2 separate regions of the Mus musculus genome follow, and region 2 is linked to region 1. The links are chromatin contacts, called in public Hi-C maps. All regions are on one chromosome and are shown on one strand. The core of a region is the stretch at or near the end of the contact, and the rest is flanking DNA. Distances in the headings are between cores, read along the strand shown.

Region 1 (5,691 bases), core at 925-3,424:
AGAAGCCTGAGCATCAGACTCATTAAGTAATTTCTCCAAGTTACCACCAGTTGAGAGGCTAAAATTGTGCATTCTGAGGGGATATGCAATTCCTTAAACATTCTAGTGTCTAGTGTCTAGCTTTCTTTTTTCCATCTATTTGATGGGCTGACCGATAGGGCCAGGATTATGTTAGTCATCTGGCATCTCACCGCCTCAGCTCCTACAATTGCCCTATGCCTTCCGTATGAAGGGACATGTTGGTATGGGAAGCTGAGGAATGAGCAAGTCTCTGGTTTTAAGCAGTTTCTAACTCCAGTCTCATTGGACATGACTCCCATAGCAACCACCTCTGGTCACCTTCCCCATTGTAGCACAAGTGATTAAGATTACCCATAGTGAATCCAAGAGCTCAAATGCTTTCTTCCCAGTGGAAGCTAATGGAGTCTGTCAGGTGCTTTATCACTTGAACAGTGGCAGTTGTTAGCTTCATGTTTCCTCCCTGCTGTGCATGACCTAGCTCAGGTTTTGCCTTGGTATCTTGACAGAAGAGGAGCCTGCAGCTTGGCAAGGCTAAGTCATATTCCCAAGGCCCCTCCATGACAGAAGGGAAGCCTGAGTGTTAGTTTGGTAGTGTCAAAGCCTCACAGGAGTCCCCTGCCTGGCTGCAAAGAACCTAGAGTGCTGGCTTCTCCTCTGCCAGTGGCTGCCTTTACGGAGGGAACACAGCCAACGCTTACAGAAGTGTGATCGCTGTACTGCCCAGCACCACCTCATTTTTCTGGAACCTCCACTTCAGCAGTGTAAGTCTGTACCATTCCCCCATCATCCTACGCTGTGCTCTCTGCTGAACAACTGAGGATACACGGGGCTGAGAAGCTTGCCCGTTATCTCATGGTCTGGAAGTGACAGAAGCTAGACTTGAACTTACAAAGACTGACTTTTAGCCCCTGAATTAGGCTGCTTCCTAGACATGGTCCTAGAGTGCTCAGGTATGGTAGGAATACTATGTCTGAGTAAGAAGTCCCAACTTGCTTCATTTTACTGCTGGGGAATCAAGTCCTAGAAAGTGGGAAATATTACCCCAAGGATGGGGTAAAACCATCCCTTTAAGCAATGCTTTCTTTCCACTGTACAGTGCTAGAGCTTTTTTTAATCACCTGAGTCACCCATACACATCATGGCTGAATGGTACTTTTAAGATGTATACTCACCCATGGTACACTCTGGCCACACATATCCCTGGAATATAACTTTCCCGGCCAGTGCTGAGAGAAATGGCTTTCCACCAGCCCCCTTCACTGTCAGGACAAAGCAGAAAAGGAAATATGCATGTGTAAATGGTAAAGCCAAAGATGTAGTCATCAAACTAGCTCATTGCCCCTTGGGACACACCTCTTTCATGATCTGTCATCACCTCTTAGACCTGAATTTCTCCCGTTGAAAATTTAGATTTCCTGTGTGTGTGTGTGTGTGTGTGTGTGTGTGTGTGTGTGTGTGTGAGAGAGAGAGAGAGAGAGAGAGAGAGAGAGAGATGGTATGTTGGGATTGTCACATGTGTGCATGTGAATGCCAAAAGTGAATCTTGGTTGTCATTTCTAGGGATACTGTCCACCTTGTTTTATTTTCAAATCATTGAATGTATTCATCTGTGTGTGTGTGTGTGTGTGTGTGTGTGTGTGTGTGTGTGTGTACATTTCTGCATGTGAATGATGTTCAGGATGGGGCAAATGCTTACCATAATATGCATAGAGAAATAAAAGGACAACTCTATGTAGTTATTCCTCTCCTTTCATCTTTACATGGGTCTGGAGGATCAAACTTAGGTCACCAGGCTTGTGCACCTAGCACCTTTACGTGCTGAGCCATGTAGCTGGCCCCATCTTTGTTTTAGTGATAGCACCTCTCACTAGCTTGGAAGTTGTTAAGCAGGCTAGACTGGCTGGCCAGCAGTAAGGCTTATTTTTTCTTCTCAACACTGAGATTATAGGTGTATATGCTATCATGTCCAACTTTTGGAGGGGGCGTTCCAAGGGTTAACCTCAGGTCCTCATGCTAACTCAGCAAGCATTTTACCAATAGAACTATTTTCCCAGCCACAAAATTTAGCTTTTAAAGCCTATATATACCCGGCAGACATCCCTCACCACAAGTTACGTGTTCACAGGGGAACCTGTTCACATGCTGACAGTGCCACCCCTGGGGGACCAACAGTTCATTTCCTCAGCTGATATGCATGATTGAAGAGTTTCAAAAACAAAAACTTCCTGTACTCGTTTATTCCCTCAAGTATAACCAAACATCCATTTGCTTGTCTAGATCAATTAGACTCTTAATTGAAGTACACAGAGCCCTTAGCGTGTGTTATAGGCAGTTTAAACCTATACTTAAAGACAATGGCAGGAACACAGGCACTGCTGTTATCATATACAATGCTCTTGGATTCTGCTTCTCCTCCCAGCATGCCCTAGTGAATAACATCACCCCATATATTCAAAGGGTGCCACTGGAGGCTGTAAGGTCCTGGGAGGGCAGGCCACAGCAGGGACTAAATTTCTCACCTCACAGTAGGACCAGCACCTGTGTAGAACTGGACAACTGACTAGATCTGGAACTCTGATGGGTTAGTCATGTTTAGGGGATCATACTTGTTTTGAGAGGCTCACTCACTCAGAAATTACACGCAGTTTCTCTCCTCTCCGGAATATTGGGGGGCTAATGTCAGGAGATGGGTAGTCAGTCAGCACAGCCAGGAAGTCACTTTCAAGTCCTAGGAAGCAAAGAGGAGGGTTTTCACTGACCAGGTACAGGAGGCAATTGGGAATAAAGAGAGACAAAGCTGTGGGGGAGGGGAGGGGAGGGGGTGCCTCTGAAACAGTGGTTCTCACGTGTGGGTCTTGACCCCTTGGTGAGTCACATATCAGATATCTTGCATGTCAGATATTTACATTATGATTCATTACAGTATCAAAATTACAGTTAAGAAAAAACAACAAAGTAGTTTTGTGGATGCTAGTCCCCATAGCATGAGGAACTGTATTAAAGGGTTGCAGCTTTAGGAAAGTTGAGAAGCACTGCTCTGGAGCCTCCTAGCTTGTGTCTGTGAAACTCTACTCCCAGTCGCCCAGTGTCCCAGGCCTCTTCCCCAAGAAGATAGCCTTCAGGCAGGTCTTGTGGCCACAGATCTTGCTTCTATCACAGCCCTACCTTGATCCCAGTGTTCCCATCTGAAAAAAAAGGAGGGGGGTCGCGAGATCTAAAAACTAGGGTCACTTCATCTGGCTTTATTTCAGGGTCTGCCCTGTGTCTACAGGCCTCAGCATCTTAAAAATGGGATGACAGATAAAAGAACCTTACCCCAGAAGGCTATGAAAAGACTCCTTCTTAGAGGGATTTACAGGGCACTACTACTCCTTGAAGTGCTACTGACAGTTAATGAGTTAATGGTGTGGGCAGTGAGGAGTTGTGTGAATATTCCTTCCCATCCATGCACAGACAAGCAATTTCAGTTAAACTAGGAGAGCAACAATAGTCAGATAGATGGAGGGAGGGAGGGAGGGAGAGAGAGAGAGAGAGAGAAAGAGAGAGAGAGAGAGAGAGAGAGAGAGAGAGAGAGAAACAGATAAGGAGAGAGACTAGTTGTAAAGAAGGTATCCAACATGAAGAGTAAAAAAGTGAATCTGATCAAAACACACCATACACATATATAATTATAATTTTAAAAATTCTTAGTACTATTTCTTCAGGTGCCCTCTTTAGGCCCTGTGTGTCCCACATCTGTGGTACTTGGAGGAAAGTGTCAGGCTAATCAATTGTGAGGATCCTCCAGGGATCCTCAGGCTCTGTGTTTAAAAATACAAAACAACAACAACAAACACACACACACACACACACACACACACACACACACCCTTCTTCCTTGGAGTGGATGAGCACTGCGTCATACCTCTAATCAGTAGGGGTTTTAGTGGGGTTGAGACTGTGCATAAAATGTGAGTACTTTCTGTTGTAGGTATGTTAAAATTTAAATCCTTTAGGTTGACATCTGACACTCTACATGACCTACATTCTGCCTCCCCTTAATATGAGCTCATGTATGTATGTATGTATGTATGTATGTATGAGATTTTAACGACATTTGCACTGGGAAGTGTGCTCTTCGGTTCATGTGAGTCCAGTTGGCTAAAGAGATGCAATGATAAGATGCAAATCTCCTTCCTAATGCCTAGCAACATTTGCTCCCATTCTTAGTGATTTTCCATAACCCATATGTGTTGATGCAGATTAGTATTAGGGTACGTTTGAGGGAAACAGCACACTTACAAAGCAGCAAAGATAGTTACTACTGTACCGGTTGGCTGGGCATCAGAACCCTTTCTTCTGGATTACATCTTATACTTACTCATTTAGTGACTCCTCATTGGGGCCCAACCCTGAGCCCAGCAGCAATGAGTAAGCCTACCTCTTCCTCCTTTACCGAAGGCTACATTCTAGGTCCTATGATCATAAGAGCCATTGCGTATGCCTTGGCTTCAGAAAGTTCAGTAGAACCCTGGTACTTAGCTGTGCAGGCTGGCTCCCTAGCAAGCCACTTTCTGTGGTGTAGTGACCTGTACTGATAACTCCAGCTCTGACTTCTCACAGTCTAAAAGTCCTACAGGCCAACTTTTAAATCTTTTGTGCAGTCTGAGCTGAGAGAGATCAGGAGTCAGCTAAGTGCTGATTGGTGAATGAAGCAGAAATCAGTTATCACCATGGAATAGCACACGCAAATGTGTTGTTCATTTTGGGAAACTGAGTCATGAGCAATAAACGATGTAAATGTTTACAAGAGGAAACCAAAAGTAAGTGTTCTAATGAGTCATTGGAAAGGAATACAGGTTCCCAAGAAACAGCTGGGTCAGAACAGAGAGGTTAGCTCTGTAAGACTGCTGGCCTGAGCCAGTGACTGAATGATTCTAACACTGCCCTAACAAAACTTTTCAAAAAGAGGCTCTTCTCTTTGTGGCCCAGATACAACCCCACAAATGAGAAGCAGCACTCAAGTTGGATTAGGTTTGAAGAAAGAAGTTCTGAGTTCTGATAAGGGTAGAGCCAGCCTCTGGGGCAGGAACCTTAAGCAATCTTGGAGGTTACCATAAGTAAAAGTACCAATGCAGAGTGAGGTACAGGTCAACAGGGAAGGCCAGGCCATCAAGGAGCCCAAGATAAATCTTCCCTGAAAGTCTACCCAGCTGCTGGGGCTGCCATTCAAGAGTCTGGGTGCCTGAGGGTATGCCGCCTTTCATGCCCACCCAAACTAAGAACTTCCTATTCTGTAACCATGATGGGCAGGGGATGCTCCTGATACAGAAACACATGGTTCCTGGCCTGATGTACCTACCCAACTAGGAAACAGCCGCTTACTCCCTCAGCTCCCTCAGCTGAGAGCGACAGGTCTTTCCCAGACCTAGGAGCCTCAGCATGAGCTGTCCCTCTGCCTAGTCACACTGGATCTCTCCTCACCTCTGCTACCCTCAGCAACTCCAGCCTCTGGAAGAGACTCTGTGCTTTGCTAGCCTTTACTTGAAGTTTTCCTTTGAAGCAGTGTCTGAAAGTTGCCCTGGCACATCCATATGACTGTCAGAGGATGCCCTTACCTGGCTGTGAGCCCCTAGAAAACTGAGCACGGGGGGTATTCAGTGTCAGGCAGCCCTGGGCACAGCCTGGAGC
Region 2 (5,802 bases), core at 126-2,625, 310 kb after region 1:
GGCATGGTTGGATGGAACCTTGAGATACAAACATCGTACTCAAGCCTTCCAGTGTGTACTTTAGGAACTAAAGTCAGCACACAGAAGCACCCACCCTGAAGTCCCTGGGAATGAGCATAGCTTGGATTTCTGGCCAATCTGCAATCTTTCCATTGTATTCTCCCTGATGTTCAAGCATCTCCACCAAGCCCTCTCTGCCTTTGCTTGCACACAACTGCAACTGGGGTGAGCAGCCTCATTCTCTATTCTCTGATGCTGGGCATCCTGTCCCCTGGGTTGCCTCTCTATAGCCCGTCCTACTGCTTGCATCTTTTAAGCCTTCTGATCAACCAGGGTTGACCAGAGCAGACCTGGTGAGCTGTCACGAATTGGCTCTAAGTCTAGGACAGGATCTCTGACATCAAGGAGAGATTTTGGCAGAGGTGGCCGGTTGCCCTCGAGGATTCTGGAACTTTTATCCCACCATTCATTTTCCCATTATGATGTTGTTTGGGCAATGAAACTCCTGCTGGTCAATGGACCTATATGGAAGTGGTGGGTATCAGATCTAACTGGAGACATTTGAGAGCTTATGAGGCATTACCAGTTTCCTGTACAGTGACCTTGAAGGCTATGTGCTGAAGGAGGTGAAGTTGGTAATAATGTCTTTCATGACTGGCTGGGTCACTACATGAAGGAAAGCACAAAATCCCTGAAACTGCTCCTAAAAGAAACTAGCCTTGTTCTCCATTAGTGGGACTTGAAGCTTATTTGTTTTTGCAGCATTAGCCTACTCTGGCCTGACAGATATACAATCAGCTCTGGTCTTTGTTCTTGGCTGAGGAGTTATGAACAGGGTGACCACAGGCATATAGCATTATAGTCATAGGTATGGTGCAGATACCACTGCCACCTCAGTCTCTTGGGAGAATTTCAGGAGGAACATAATACATGTTAGACACATAGAAAATCTCAGAAAATGGCTGGCACAATTTTTCATGTCTACCATGTCATTTAATACCCTCTTACAGATTAATAAACCATGATTCAGATCAAGCTCTCTCATAGGCATACAGTTCAGAAATAATAGATAACCAAGAACAAGTTTCAGGTCCTAGGTTTCCAGTGGACCTGGGTTTCATGTGAACCGTGGGAAGAGAACATTTATTATCCTGTCCACACTGGCTGGGGACTTTGGCTGTCCCCTTTTGGGCCTGTTTTCTTGACTGGTTTACTCAGGTGAGTGACAGAGACAGCGATCTTATTGGAAAGGTGTTGGGCTTGCTCGTGTCTATAGCAAAGTCCTCTAAAGGTCTGACTTTGTTCACAGGTGTGTGCCTTTTCAAAAGCTTCTGCTTTTCAGCTAAACAGACATGAGATCTTGACTAAGATGGCTCTGTTGCACCCTCTGGTGGCCACCACCCATGAACACTCCAGCTAGCACCGTTAAGCCAAGGACGGGGTCAGAAGAAACTGGGCAGCCATGGGCTGGTTTTGCTTTCCTGGCTCAAACCACTGTGTAGGGCTCATGTCTAGAATTCTTGTGCTAGGAACACCACCTAGAGTTCTCATCCCCCAGGTACCAAATGTCATGATCAGTGTTCAGGACACAGTGACCGAGACCTCACTTTTGATGTGTTTGCTAGCTCTACCCTCTGACGCACTACATGTCTGCCTGAGTCTGCTTCTTTTCCTCAAGATGCTATGCCTCATCAAATTAATACATATGAGGCCAAAAGCAATACTTTTTTTTTTATGAGCGTTACTGCTGTCTGGTTATCTGTTACCATGGCTTCCAACCTTCTCCTGGCAGAGTCCTATTCTTGCCCACAGCCATTTGCAGTACCCATTGCCCTTGATAGTCTTCTGTTAGATGAAGAATATACTAAGCCTGCATTTTCTCGTGGCACAAACTGTGGCATCCCTTTTACTCTATAGAGGTCCATCTATAGAGGATGCAGGCTTTGATCACCGATTCCAAGGACCCATGGGTACCCTTGTTCCAACCAGAGCTCCTCCTGCAGGGAAGAAACTCTTCATCCATGAGTAGACCCAGTCAACTTGAGCTTCTTGCTTGGGGCAATGCTTTCACAAAGCTAGTCCAAATGCTGGAAAGTATGGAGGAAGAGTGTGTCTCAGAGTCCAGAGGCAGCCAAGGAGGCCACGAGAGGAGGCTGCACCTAGGAGCTTAAGGCTGAGAAGCCCTTAGCCCATGGAACTTTCCATTTCAATAGTATTCATGGAACCCTGACTTGAGAGCTCAAAGAAGAAACCAAGATCTTTTGTTTTAGGTCTGCCATGGGCAAGGAATACACCTATGCTAAGTGGAAGAGGACCGGAGAGAAATGGCTTGACTCCCTGATTGTGGACCACACCTGCAGTGTCCAGAGCACCCACAGCCCTGACCTTTGTCACTTTCCCATCCTTTCTGTTGTCCAATGACACCATCCAGAAAAGGACTCCACCATCATTTTCCCCCATGAGAGATTCTGGCACTATCTTTGTGCTGTATGCAACCCAACTGCTTGGCCTCAATAGCCTGACCCCACCACTTGGCTGCCTGTGTTTCCCTGTGCTGGTGAACTGCAGGTGGGTCGATGTGGTTTGACTCAGCTTGTACAGTGGTCCTCCATGTCCCACTGCGTTCATGTATATCCCTGGGGACTGGTGGCCTCTCTAGCTCTTTCTTCTATTTCTTGCACAGTTGTCTCTCCTCAGATCACTCCTTCACCTATAGGCAGTTGTGATCCAGACTCACCTGATCAGGCTCTACTCCTGTGACAAAACATCTCAGACATAAATCCTAGACCTGCTTCAGGGACCAGTTGAAGTGATGGAGAAGCTAAATCAGCAAACAGTGGAAGTTAAGTATGTTCTCTTCTGCTATAGATTAGAGTGTAAGGCTTAGCATTGCAAGGAGCTATGGATGGTCCCTTTTGTCATCTTGACCATCTGAAGTGTTCATTTAGTTTCGTGTGTGTGTGTGTGTTTGTGTGTGTATTGTGTGTATGTATATGTGAGTGTGTGTGTGTGTGTGTGTGTGTGTATGTATTTGTGTATATGTGTGAGTGTGTATAGGAATGTGAGTGTGTGTATTGTGTGTATGTGTTTGGATATGTATATGTGTGCACATGTGTGTGTATATGTGCACATGTGTGTGTGTCTATGTGTGTGTGTGTCTGTCCACCTTAGTCTGCAGTACTGAAGCTGAAAGTTTGCAAGATTCTAGATGTGAGAACCAGCAACAGCCGGTCTCTGTGAGGTAACTGAGAACTAGGGCGACATAATTTAGTAATGCACGTGGCAGCGGATTCACTTTACCTTCTGGCTCGGGCCCTGGACAGTCCCCGTGTAGGACCTGAGGGGTGGGAAGTGAGGAGAAAGTCCTATGGTGGTAGGAGTACCTCAACCACATCCTCAGGGATACCCGTGGTGAGTACGAGAGGCTGAAGCAGAGGCCAATGCCTCCCCAGCAACCCCTGCTTAGCTCTCCCAGCGTGCGGGTGCTGGGCCTCTAAAGTCCACTACTATGTAGTAAGGGATGGGCCTCTGAGGACACAGTCATACCTGTGTATCAAGGGACTTGTGCTAGCTCTTTAATGATTTCAAAATCCACTGATGCTGAAATACCTTATATCAAACACAGGAGCAGCCTTGAGGACTCTGCATTCTCCAAGACATTGTGGTCAGATGGGATGTCCCAAGGGCTGGGTGCTGTTTAAGGCCACTATATGCAGGAGGTGCCAGGAAACCCCTAGTGCTTTTCTGCTAATGTACATTCCAGGAACTCGGGCCTAAGACCAGCATGAGGAAATAGAAGTACAGGGGACAAAGGAAGGAAGCCAGGGTCCTCAGGGACCCACTAGAGCATGCTGCCACCGTGTGGCTGCTTGGCTACTGCACAACTAACAGAGTGGCTTATGGTTTCAGTTGTGCAATAGGGTCTGGAGTGTGTGTGTGTGTGTGTGTGTGTGTGTGTGTGTGTATGTGTGTGTGGTGTTTTGGTATGGTATGATGATGTGTGTGTTGTGTGTGATGCTGTGTTGTGCATGGTGGTTTTCATGTACTCTATATGTGCAGTGTACATGCTGTGTTGTGATGTGTGTTTATGTATTTTATGTGTGAGGTCTGTGTTGACTGACTGTATGTGCATATGTGTGATATGTTATATGTACATTAATGTTTTATATATGCACATATGCATATGTGTATATGTGGTGTGTGTTGTGTCTGTTTACACTGTGTATGTGTAGTGTGTTGTGTGTGTTGTCTCTTTGTGTTGTGTGTGTTCACGTAGGTTATGTGTGTGTCTGAAGTTTGTATGTATATTGTGCGTGTGTTTTGATAATGAATGATCATGACCTCTGGGGAAGAAACAGATATGATGGAAGAAAAGGAATTCTAGAGATGAAGAAGCCTCCTGGAGAAGATGCATGGCGAAGCCTTTCGCTGAGGACAGGAGGCAGGGACAGAGATACAGGGAGCAAGGATAAAGTCAGACAGGGCTGGAGCCTGGCCACCCTTCCTGGTGTTGCTGAAGTGCCGCTGCCCAGTGCTGGGTTCCTTGCTAAGCCCGTTACCTGTAATAACTCGGTGCTTAATGCGTGTGTATACTCGGGTGTGTCACCATCCCAGCTTTACCATGGAGGTCAGGCACAGCAAGCTGCTCGGGCTCACACAGTTAGGCAGTGGCCCCCACACTGCCTGGCTCTAGGGCCACACCTGTACATGATGTCTTGGACAAGCAAGAGCAAGCGAGGTGGCATATAAACTGTAAAGCGCTGTACCAATCATGAGGGAGGGGTTACTGGCACACACCAACTTCACATGGCAAAGTTCCATTCTAAGGCTTCTGAAAATAGTTCTTTAAAAATCCAAGGAAGAGCACTTGTGTCATTTAGACCTGTCCTGTGTTCCTCCCAGGGTGTGGCTATCTCCTCTGTGTACATTGGGCCTCAGCCAAGCAAACATCAGCGCCACTGGCCCTGTCCACTTGGGCCTCCTGGGATGTTTTGTTTCTGATCTCAGGGCCCCCTGAAGATTGTTAAGTCCATGTGATGGACGAGAGCAGAGGTTAGGTAACTCACAACAGTCCCACCACAGGGAATGGCTCCACTCTGTCTCCAGAGTCCCCTTCCAATGGGGAGGAGAGCAACATCCCAGGAGACCCCAGGAGATGATGCATCCAGCCATCTCAGGACTGAACAGAACCATCGACGAGAAACTGCACCAAAGCAGAACTCCGAACACGCCCAAACAATAAAATAGCTCTTTTTTTATTCACTTTGATTTGAATAATTGGAAATATTCAACAATAAATAAAATGGAGCCGAGGCTGAGGAAGGCAGACTCCCTGACATCATTGGAAATGCATTCAGACCAATCAGGAGGATTACAAGACGTGGGCAGGAGAAAGCAAAGTTTAAACAGGCAATGCTGGGTCACAGGAGGCAAGGAAGGAAGAGCTTTCGGGCAGAAAGTGCTTGGAAAACTTTGGCTCGGAAGCAGACTTGGGAAAGGGCTAAAGTGATTGTGCCTAGAGGTGCAGGAGGAACCCATGTCTACCTACTAGGGTGGGTTGAGCAAAGTCCAGATCAGGCTCTTGGGAAATGGTTAAAGTGATTGTGCAAGGAGGTGGGGGGCAGCAGGAGTTACCCATGTTCATCTGGTAGGGTGTGCAAGATCCGGATTAGGCTCTGGAGAAAGGGTTAAAGCGGTTGCCATGGGGCAGACCCTGGGCAGGCGGAGCCAGGGTAAAAGCTAAATGAGCAGAGAGGTTAGGAAGGTCAAGATGGGGTTCAGCAGGCGGAAGCAGGTTCCAGG

Evidence for each region. A called contact is a pair of places that touch in the nucleus more often than the background predicts.
Region 2: a Hi-C map of B cells shows a contact between it and region 1, with 4 times the contacts expected there. The contact joins two enhancer-like sites. A contact is called at or near these places in 1 of 15 datasets of contacts at CTCF or cohesin (the NIH/3T3 cell line), 10 of 484 Hi-C or Micro-C datasets (B cells, CD4 T cells, CD8 T cells and 7 more), 6 of 115 datasets of contacts at active chromatin or transcription factors (bone marrow-derived macrophages, double positive thymocytes, large pre-B cells and 3 more) and 2 of 9 other capture datasets (adipose tissue and liver).

The regions. Positions count from the first base shown.
Region 1 is chr15:66,791,032-66,796,722 of GRCm38.p6, forward strand. The region is part of intron 41 of Tg (thyroglobulin); the gene reads left to right. It overlaps Sla (src-like adaptor), which reads right to left. Exons shown (of 9, transcript NM_009192.3): 4 at 2,650-2,749; 5 at 1,194-1,280. Among named protein-coding and RNA genes, the nearest start is that of Sla, 38 kb to the right of the region's middle. Within about 2 kb of position 2,175, at least 31 of the 459 cell types and tissues checked have an H3K27ac peak or open chromatin away from gene starts, as enhancers often do. A contact at or near this core is called in B cells, where this site is marked.
Region 2 is chr15:67,097,641-67,103,442 of GRCm38.p6, forward strand. It overlaps St3gal1 (ST3 beta-galactoside alpha-2,3-sialyltransferase 1), which reads right to left. Exons shown (of 9, transcript NM_009177.4): 9 at 5,235-5,802. Among named protein-coding and RNA genes, the nearest start is that of Gm31342, 61 kb to the left of the region's middle. Within about 2 kb of position 1,376, at least 16 of the 459 cell types and tissues checked have an H3K27ac peak or open chromatin away from gene starts, as enhancers often do. A contact at or near this core is called in B cells, where this site is marked.